2 separate regions of the Mus musculus genome follow, and region 2 is linked to region 1. A link is a contact called in public Hi-C data. All regions are on one chromosome and are shown on one strand. The core of a region is the stretch at or near the end of the contact, and the rest is flanking DNA. Distances in the headings are between cores, read along the strand shown.

Region 1 (5,101 bases), core at 682-3,181:
ATGTCTGTCTGTCTGTGTGCCATGTACATGCGTGGTGCCAGGGGAGGCCAAGAGAAGTGTCCTTTGGAACTGTGCGACACATGCTTGGCTGGCTGCCATGTGGGTGCTGAGAACTGAACTTTCTTCTGCAAGAGCAGGAAGTACTTTAAACTGCTGAGCCGTCTCTCCATCCCCAAGTGAACCTGGGAGTGCAGCTCGGTGGTAGATCATTTATCTAGTGAGCAGGCGTCCCTAGGGTCACAGAAAGCAAAAGAGCTCTATCACATTTACTCATTGTATCCTTAATTCCAAATCCATATGTAAGTTTTACATTGTGAGGGTTGGGCTTAGGGGAGACCACTGGGTGTAACTGCCCCAACAGTGACCCGATGGCCAAGAGCTGTGCAAGGGATAAAGACTATATGAGACAGAAGAAGTAAAAGGAGCTGCAACCTGTCTTCTCATTTATCATAAACACAGCAGACTCCCATGTCTTAGTAAAAAGAGCATTCTTTTGAGAGGGGCCGTAGTTTAGTAATCCATGTTTATAATAATAGCACACAGTCATAGAAAGGGATCAGGTTCTGTTTGTCATTCTGTTAACACATCTTCTTGTATCTGCACATTTACTCCTATGAAACCCTGTGACCTTGGCAAACCGGCTAGCTGAAGGACTACTAATGAAGAGCAGGGCTACTGCTGAGGGACGGACTAGCCTTGAGTCAGCTGCTGATTACATCTTTCTCTTCCTAGCGTCTCTGCTTGAACGGGAGCACAGGGCAGGAGGTGATCATCAATTCCGGCCTGGAGACCGTGGAGGCTTTGGCCTTCGAACCCCTCAGCCAATTACTTTACTGGGTGGATGCCGGCTTTAAAAAGATCGAGGTATGGTTATTCCTGTGCTCTTCATTAAGCAAGCAGGTGGAGCCACTGGGCTCTGAGCCAGCTTTGACACAAAAATAGGAAGCAGTGTGTCATATAACTCTGGAAATCTCCCCAGGGTTTTCAGGGCCTAAACTGGCCAAACCTCTGAAGGGGTGAAGGGGGGTCATCTCGGGATGTACGCAGTCTTGAGGAATCCATGTGAGGACCATTTAATGGAACCCGAGGTGCCATTTAAGATACATGAATGTTTGTACTTTGGCTAGCAGAAGCATCATATAGCAACAATAATGCTGATGATTTCACACCGTTGTAATCATCATAACAATAACAGTCCGTTATTATCGAAAACAACAATGTCTCTGTTATTATCCGTATTGATCTCTACCTATCTATTAGCTTCCCAGGAACCTGTTCCACCTATAGCCACGGTTACACGAGGGGGATGGATGAGGGGCCTGTAAACTGGCCAGAGTAGTGTACTGAAGAATCATCAGTGCCCCCTACCTCGCAGGCTACTGCCGAGGCCCTGCAATACTGAGCCCCGTAGTTCTTGCTACTGGCACTGCATGGGGATGTGACATGCAGGTTAATGGGAAAACACAAAGTCGGGAGACACAGGGAGCTGCGTGACATGTAGTGAGATGGAGACAGAGGCTCGGGAGGCTGCCCTGGATCCATGCATCATCCTGCTAGCTGAGACACATGCAGCAGGGGGCTTCCTGGAACTTCTTTTTCCTCAAGTGTGAGGACGAGTCTCATTTACTTAGTCATTAAACGAGTGCCATTTGGTGCAGGATACATGTCAGTCCTGGTCTTGTGTTTAATGACACAGTGAGCAAGGAAAGGACACACGCATTCTCTTTCTGATTAGCTTTTAGTTTAAAGGAGCCAGGTATGGTGGTGTATTCCTGCAATCCCAGCACTTAGCTGAGGCAGGAGGATCAAGATTTTGAGGGCAGCCTGGGCTACATAGTAAGTTAAAAGACCAGCTGGAGATACACAGAGATCTTGTCTTAAAGCAAACAGAAACCACACAAAGGAAGCAGCTCAGTGGAAAGGAGACAAAGAAACCTGTCCTTCTGCTAAGAACAGGAAGCAAGTCTCTCGATCGATCGTGTGCTTGGGGAGTGGATAACGTGGAGAGGGAAGAGAGTGGGGAAGCTTCTGGGGACTCCCGAGTTGAGCCTGATGCCGGAGGGGAATCCTCTCAGGACCCTGGCAGAAGTGGTTGGCATATAGAGTCGTTCTGTCAGCCCTCCAAATCTGTGGTTTCATATCCACGAATCGAAAATAGTAAAAAACAAAACAAAACAAAACCAAGACAGTACTGAGTGTGCAGACATCTTTTCCTGTTGTTCCATTCCTGAGCAACTCACCTACTACTTAGCACCAGCACTGTCGTGGGAATTACAGGTGATCTAGGGGTGGCTTAGAACAGGCAGGAAGCTGTGTGAGGGTTGTATGCAAGCACTGAAGCGTTCTTGGACTCCAAGGGACCACAACAGTCACCTTTGCGCAAGTTGTCATGCTCCGGGGTTGGCGTCAGAGAGCACACAGCTCTAGCTGCTCCTTCGGCCCACGTGGGAATTATCTCAGCCAGGGACACGATGAGTGCCTTCTGATTGGGAATCAAGGCGGGCTCCCCAGTGGTTCTAGAATGAGACCCGGGAGTAGAGGGCAGGTGTGGAGAGTGTGCCAGAGGCAGGGCCCCTGGAGGGCTTTGGTTTTGTGGGCTTTGTAAGGAATTTAGATCTCTCTCCTTCCCCCACCCCCTTTGTTTTGTCAGGTAGCTAATCCAGATGGTGACTTCCGACTGACAATCGTCAATTCCTCTGTGCTTGATCGACCCAGGGCTTTAGTCCTTGTACCCCAAGAAGGGTAAGTGTTCCTTACGGGGAGTCAGCGTCACGCCCACTGCTGTAAGAGATGCTCATGAAAGTGAAAATGTGAGGCCAGGTTTCTGCTTCTGGTGATCATGGGGGAGATAACCTGTTGACTGAGGCTCTTGAAGCCATAGCTTGCTTGTCGTGGTCCGATAACTCTGTGTGTTTCATTAGAAAGCATCCGACTCTCTTATGGTCTCCAGATGTCTCACATCTGTGGGGTGTTTCAATAGAAAAGGTAACATGAAAGAGAGTCTTTGTAAACCAGTCAGGCCACTGATAAATTGTAAGGATTTTTTTTTTTTTTAATCTCGAGTTCCGTGAATCTCACAAACATTTAATTCGACCAGTCACTCTCACACACAGAACTCCCAGCGTGTGCAAGTTTTCTTACTTAAAATTACTGTGCACTTGGGGTACGCACGACTGCTTTTCACTAACTCCTTCATCACAGCAAAAATTACTAAGAAGGAAATGCTGTGCTAGCTTTTCTTTCTGTGTGTATTTATGATTGAGAATTAACACTATTCTTAAAAGGACACTCTAAAAGAAATCTATGGGCTTGGTTGCAGATATTAAAAGAGAAGACCTTGAAAGGATGCTTAAGTCTGCCCTGTTCTCATTCGTCACCCTTCATCCTCCTACATCCTCGGGATGCAATCACATCACTGTTACGTAATAGTCAGCATTACTCATGCATAATAGCCACAATTAATTTTTTGCTTGCATTATTCAGAGTCTTTTTACTGGTGTTCAATCATGATCATTAAATACAGCGCCCCTTAGTGACACACACGACTTGTCAGATAGAATCAGTCTGTTTGTGATTTCCTGCCAGTCAGCGGACATGCACATTGAGTGACAGCGGCTTATCAGAGCACACACAGCGGTTTAGTTGCTTCGGTAAGAACATGGATGAAAACCGAGGTGGCAGGAAGGAGTTTATTTTGCTCGCAGGTTATACTCCCTCCCTGAGGCAGTCTGAGGTAAGAACTGAAACAGAGACCACACTTACTGGATTGCTCCCAGTGGCTTGCTCAGCCGGCTTCCTGCCCAGGGTGGTACTGCCCACAGAGGTTTGGACCCTCCTGTATCAATCATGAATCCAACAACAACAACAACAACAACAACAACAACAACAACAACAACAACAACTGGCCCACAGATTTTCTCCAGGCCAGTCTGATAAAGGCAGTTCCTTAATTGAAGTTTCTCCTTCTGAGGTGACTCTAGTTTGTGTCATTGTCAAAAACTAAGTAGCACATACAATAGATAGATTTCAAACTATTTTGGATACAATATTCTGGGGGCATTGCAGTAGGTATATTCTATTGTATAATACTACATATCACTTCCTCTGCCAATTAGCATTTAGATTAGCATGCATATATGTGGATCTCTTTGTATAGTATTGGAATAATGTGATTATAGGCAGACTTCAGTAGGTGAATTTTTGAGTCAAGTTCAACTACATTTCTGAATGAATCTCAAATATAGATGGTAGTAATAATGAGTGACTGCATGTCAAATATAGACAGGCAGTAGTGATAATGATGGCTTTGAGAGGTTACTTACCTCTGAGACGTAGAATCAAGGCTGGCCTGTGTCGTTCTGATGAGATTGTGTGGTCCCTGTATTGACCAGGGTGATGTTCTGGACTGACTGGGGGGACCTGAAGCCTGGGATTTACCGGAGCTACATGGACGGCTCTGCTGCCTACCGCCTTGTGTCAGAGGACGTGAAGTGGCCCAATGGCATCTCTGTGGACAGCCAGTGGATCTACTGGACGGATGCTTACCTGGACTGTATCGAGCGCATCACTTTCAGTGGCCAGCAGCGTTCAGTCATCCTTGACAGCCTCCCACACCCCTATGCCATCGCTGTCTTTAAGGCGAGTCCTCACGCGCAGTCTGCCAGAGACGGGGAAGCACGTGGCTAGGCGGAGAGCTGAGGCCTGTTGGGCTGTTGCAGTTGGCCAGAGGCCTTAAAAACGCCGTGCCTTCAAATCTGCACAGACTTGTTTGCATCCTTCATGGAGAGATGTAGGCTTCTACCACTGCTTACGTTTCAAAAGGTTGGAGGTTGAGGTCTCCTCCTCTGAGTGAATCTCTTTCCTTTTCAGGGCCTGTGGCCTTGTTTCAGTTTCGCATCTTCATCCCTTGCTTCTCTCCCTGCTGACTGATGCTGTGTGCCATCTATATAACCTTCCAGTCGTTCTCACCCTAGGGAGCAAATGCATCTACCTAGAATGGAGAAACATATTTCAAAACTAAGTCACCCTCCCTCTCCCCCCCATCCCCCACACACACCATGGTCCAACTAAATGAGTACTAGATAGCCTTTTCTAGGTCATT
Region 2 (5,101 bases), core at 1,182-3,681, 440 kb before region 1:
AAACCACAAGTCTAAGTCTGCCCTCTGTGGACTAGCACTGACCTGACTCCACCGATGCTCTCACTGGGGGAACAGGCAATCACGAGCCGTTTTCCATCTCAGAAAAATAGAAATGTTTCAGCCAAATGGTTTATCAGAGGAACTGCTGCAAAGCAAGACACATGGAGATTTGCTAGGGAGTCACTGCCCACTAGAAGGTTCTGTGGTGGTAAGAGATACTAGATGTGAACCGTTCCATATGGCAGCCAGTAGCGGTAAGAGATAACACTCCAAGTGATACCAGTATTACGTGACTGAGGAAACCTCGGTTTGACTTAAGTTGTGGTGTGTGTGTCTGTCCATCCGTCTGAGAATCCACCAGAGCCTTGGACAGCATGGCAAAGGATTTACAAAGGATCCACATCCTTAGCCCTTCATTTTATTTATATTTTGTTTTCTTGAGACAGTATGTCATGCCACCCAGGCTGGCTTCGAATTCACTCTGGGAAGCCTCAAACGCCGGCTCCTCCGGCTCCAGCCTCTCCGTTGCTGGTATGCAGCTGTGCAGCACCACATAACCCAGGTGTGCTGGTTAATCCTGTGCTCACTGTGTGCTGACCAAGCACTCTAACAACCTAGATACACTTCCAACTCCCCAACTCCCTGATTTCAATGAAAACAAAATTAAATAACAGCACATAGCTAGCAGCTAGCAGACTGAATGGCATGGCTGTAGAGTAACAGGAGACAGGTAAGAGATGAGGCTGGGAAATTCGGCCCATTGAAGGAAACTCCAAGAAGCATGTTGTTGGCTGCAGGTTCATCCTGAGGTGAAGAGGAGCCCCTGGGAGTCTCAGGGTCAGCCCCATCGAGTGATGCAGTCTGATTCAAGTTTTAGGAAGAGGACTCTAGCTGCCACAGGGAGATCAACAAGAGACGGATAGAAACATTCATCTCTGAGTTTGTTTTCTAAAGAGACTCTTGCATTCAATGTCTATGTGTGTGTTTCTATCCATAGCAACAGTATTTGTTAGTAGTAATGACTTACAGCTCTTATTTCCCCCTAGTATGTGAGCAAACCCTCCAGAGGGAAGCCCCCTGTCCCTGTCCTTCCTCCTCTGCTTCCAGTTCCTCTGCTCTGCATGTCCTTCCCACTGAGGCTCCTTTTAGCTGTGGTCCTGCCAATATCTCTAGTCCCTCCTAAGGTGTCAGCAAAGTGCTTTTCTGGGCAGGAGGCAATCGCGTAAGAGTACTCTAAGCCACTGCCTGACCCATAGACCTCAGAACGTGTTTCTTAACCAGGTCCTTCTCAAGTCTCTCTCCAGCCTAAGTCCTGCCTATGGGACAAGACAGAAGAATCAATTGAAGTCCCCAGGGCCTGAGGTTGGTAAGAATTTTTGTTTTCCTCTTTCTGGGAGCCAGTATACACATGTGCATGTTTGTGGCAACCCCCACATCCTCCTGGACACACACAGATTGACACTGGGCATGGAACTCTCCTCAACTCCTAGACTTTCCATTCACATATCTGTGCATGGCTGGTTCCTCCTCGGGATCAGCCTGCACCATCTCTATTCCGTGGGCACAAAAGCAAACAACCTAACAGCCAAGTGTGAGGCTTCGGAGCCGGGGCTATGCGTGGCCTGGTGTGAAGCATATTTTCTTTGGAGCCAGCCTGACCTGGTTTCAAGTCTCAGCCATGTCATTTTGGCTAAGTAGGTGGTCATGAGCAGATCATTTGACTCCCCAAACTTCAATTTTCAATTCTACAAAATATGTCCTTTAGGAGGTTTGTGGGTTATGTTTTGTGTGTTTTTCTTTTCTTTTCTTTTCTTTTCTTTTCTTTTCCTTTCCTTTCCTTTCTTTTCTTTTCTCTTCTTTCTTCCTTCCTTTTTTCCTTTCTTTCTTTCTTTCTTTCTTTTTAATCTCATGTATTTATTGGCTATGGCTGTAAAGCACACACAATAGGTGAAAATTGTAAATTGTTAGTGTTTGGGAGCTTCAGGTGCCTCGGGACTAGAGGGGGCACAGAACGAAGGTCAAACTGTCCCCTACGCCTAGATGTATATGAAGTATAGAGATCGTACAGGACATTTTATAGATGAGGCCTGTGAAGTCAAAGACAGGTAGTGATCACAAGTAGGGTTACACTGAGTCAGGCCAAGATTGCAGGTGTGTTTGGACACGTTCGTCCAGGGCTCCTTTCTCCAAGGATGCTTCTCTTGTAGGTGATCGGTCTTTGGACCTGTGGTTGGTTGCTCCCCTGCTGCACTGGTAAGAAAAGCAAGCAGATGGGGTGTAATTCTGATCCACTCTAGGTGAATGCCACCATTCCCGGTTGCCATGGCAACCGCAGCTCGCTCTGAGAGGCTCGTCTCCTCTGGCCCCTCCCAATCACGCAGCGGACGTGACACGTGCGGCGGGGTCACGTGTTGTTGTTGGGGTCCCCGGAAAGCTGCTTCCGGGTCAATGCAGGACACTGGGCTCTGGCGGCCGGAGAAGGGGTCGAGGTGAAGTGGAGCCGGTCCGGGGCCGGCCTGGAGCAGGCCGGAAGCCGAGCGGCGACGCGGTGGCCGGGCGGGCGGAGGCGCAGCCCGAGGAGCCGCCGCCTCCCGGGCCGAGGGGTGAGTGTAGCCCGGCCGCTGCTCCTCCTCCGGGGCCGGAGGCCCGAGGCATGCTCCACCTGTGGGGGTAGGAGGCCAAGCCTGGGATCCTGGGAGGACGGCGCACTGATGGAGGGCAGAAGGCTGGACAGCGGCAGCAAGCCAGATGCTCCCAGCCTCCTTGAGGCCTGGGGTATGGAAGCGGCTCCCTGGGTGGGAAACTTAGCTTTGAATCACTGAATCAGGAAAATGATGAAAACAACTGGACGTGTCAAGTCCTCGGGGTGTATCCCCATCTGTAAGATTTGGTATCTTAGTGGGAAAGAGCAGCTGTCCCTGTAACTCCTGGATCACTAAGCCTGTCCCTTCCTGGACTGCTTAAAGCTTGTAGTTTGCTAGGAATTTGGGGAGCATGTTTTTGCACCAAGCCGTATTAAGATTGGGGGCTGCCAGGAGACTCCATCCTAGCTTCTTGGTAATGGTGCGAAATGATCTGTGATAAACTGAATAGAGTACAGGCTTCTGGAACTACTAGGAAGACAGTCTGGGATTTGGAGAAGGGAAGAGGATTCGTCCTCCTTAGGGACACAGGCAGCAATTGCAGAAGTTGTAGTTGAGGAAAAGTTGATTGGAGGAGTTGAACTGTTGACAGTCAGTGGAGGAAGGAGGAGCCCCACTCCAAGGTTGCTTAGCTACAGGAGTTTGTAGGCTCCGCCTTAGGGCTGTTAAGGAAACTGGCAGGACCTCAAGGCCAGCTAAAAGCTTGGCTGGGACTTGTCCTTCTCTCTGCTTTTGTATAGCCTTTGCCTGTGTATCAAGAAACTCTTGAATAGATTTCAGTGGTTCCATCTTGAGCGAAGAGTGCTTGAGCAAACTGTTTGGGGGGAAGATGGGGGAGGCCCTGGGGCCCAAAGCAGGCTTGGTTAGGCTTGCCCCTTTTGTATTCTGTCTCTGTAGCTCTTGATAGGATCTCATAGGCTCGTCTTGAGCAGAGAACTGGATTAAGGATGTTTAGTCAGCCTGGGTCCTTTGGCTTTAACCATAGCTCTAACTTAAGGAAAAAAGCAAAAACCTCACACTGATAAGGGCATTATGATTTAGTTTGTGCACCTATACACACACACACACACACACACACACGAATGAAAGGTTTTTACAAAGTAGTGGCTTTATGATACAGATTCTCTTGGCCTTGACCTCACTGGGTAGCCCAGGCTGGCCTGCTACTCTCTGTATTCTTTCTGTCCCAGCCTCTCCAGTGCTGAGCTTAAAGATGTGAGGCACCATGTCTGGCTTCACAGAGCCGCGCCTACCCTTGTTAGGTACCGTCTGCTTATTTCTGTTATGTTCTATTTTCTGTCATTAGAAAGAAAACATGCTGACTGAATTCCAGCAAATCGATTCGTAGGTCACAATTTGTGGTTGGGAAAATGGCATCTTTAGGCAATTTTTTTTTTTTTTTGGTTAGTCAGCGTATAATATGTTGTTAGCTTCTGGAGGGCAAGTGCATCCTATGCACTTTGTAGGGGCAGCTTCATGCTTCAGTGGACTATAATGTTCAGTGGACTTCAGTGATAGTATAATGTGCTTGACCCATTTCCTGAAGTACCTACCATTGGGCTAAGTTTTGATGCACTTGGGCACAAGTTCATCTTGATTTTTCTCTGTCTTTTGCCATGCCTGGGAAATACAGCAGTCTTAGTTATACGTAACAGACATTCGATTTCACAGGTCCCATATTTTTTACACTGGCCGACCTGTGGGGCTGAAGCGATGGCTCAGCAGTTAATGAGCACCTGCTCTTCCAGAGGACCAGAGCTTAGCTCCCAGCACTCAATGTCAGGGGACTCTGCATGTACTCTGCCTGTGGCTCCAGCTCCGAGGGGACCCATAACCTTCTTCTGGCCTCTGGGTACCTGTACACCTGTGACGTATACTCCCACAGATGACACCTACATACACACCTACACATAAAAATAAAGTTTTTTTTTTTAAAGAGAGGAAACACGGATTTACCTTTCTGCTGTTTGATCCCACTTCAAGGTCTTGAGTAGTTTTTAGATGGGGGATTTGCTGTCTGCATAAGGATATAAGTAAAATTCATGTGTTGGGATATGGAAGAAACTTAATCATAAATGTAAGCTCGACCTTCAGCGAGATAACACCTAAATTTCTCACATGAAGATACTTTTCCCGTGTTTACGACATAGATGAAGGGCTGGGGGTAGCTCAGTAGGTAAATGGCTTGCCATGCAAGCATGAAGGCCTGTGATTCCCACCACCCTCCTAGAAAAGCTGGGTACAGTGACACACTTGTCATCTCAACACTGGGGAGTCAGGACAGCAAGATCGCAGGGGCTGAACCCGTGAGCTCCGGTTGGCCTTCATACACACGCGTGCACCTCCACAAACACACATGCACATCCACACAAGCTAGAGGAAATCCTTAGAGAAACAGTGTGAATTCTTACTAGCCATTGGTAGGTGTCAGTGAATGAAGCAAGGGCCCTTCATATGTC

What was found. Hi-C and Micro-C count contacts between places; a contact is called where the count stands out from the background.
Region 2: a Hi-C map of CD4 T cells shows a contact between it and region 1, with 1.7 times the contacts expected there. The contact joins the promoter of Tbcel here to the enhancer-like site in region 1. A contact is called at or near these places in 1 of 39 promoter capture datasets (the C10 cell line), 1 of 484 Hi-C or Micro-C datasets (CD4 T cells) and 4 of 115 datasets of contacts at active chromatin or transcription factors (memory CD8 T cells, pro-B cells, regulatory T cell precursor and 1 more).

What each region holds. Positions count from the first base shown.
Region 1 is chr9:42,031,206-42,036,306 of GRCm38.p6, reverse strand. It overlaps Sorl1 (sortilin-related receptor, LDLR class A repeats-containing), which reads left to right. Exons shown (of 48, transcript NM_011436.4): 18 at 733-864; 19 at 2,651-2,742; 20 at 4,392-4,638. It overlaps Gm16214 (predicted gene 16214), which reads right to left. Exons shown (of 5, transcript NR_165259.1): 3 at 4,546-4,990; 4 at 2,241-2,961; 5 at 1-231. Among named protein-coding and RNA genes, the nearest start is that of Gm16214, 11 kb to the right of the region's middle. Within about 2 kb of position 1,931, at least 47 of the 459 cell types and tissues checked have an H3K27ac peak or open chromatin away from gene starts, as enhancers often do. A contact at or near this core is called in memory CD8 T cells, where this site is marked.
Region 2 is chr9:42,469,568-42,474,668 of GRCm38.p6, reverse strand. Tbcel (tubulin folding cofactor E-like) reads left to right here and starts at 2,431. Exons shown (of 8, transcript NM_173038.5): 1 at 2,431-2,603. Gm16322 (a long non-coding RNA gene) reads right to left here. Exons shown (of 8, transcript XR_001779127.2): 1 at 4,599-5,101; 2 at 43-145.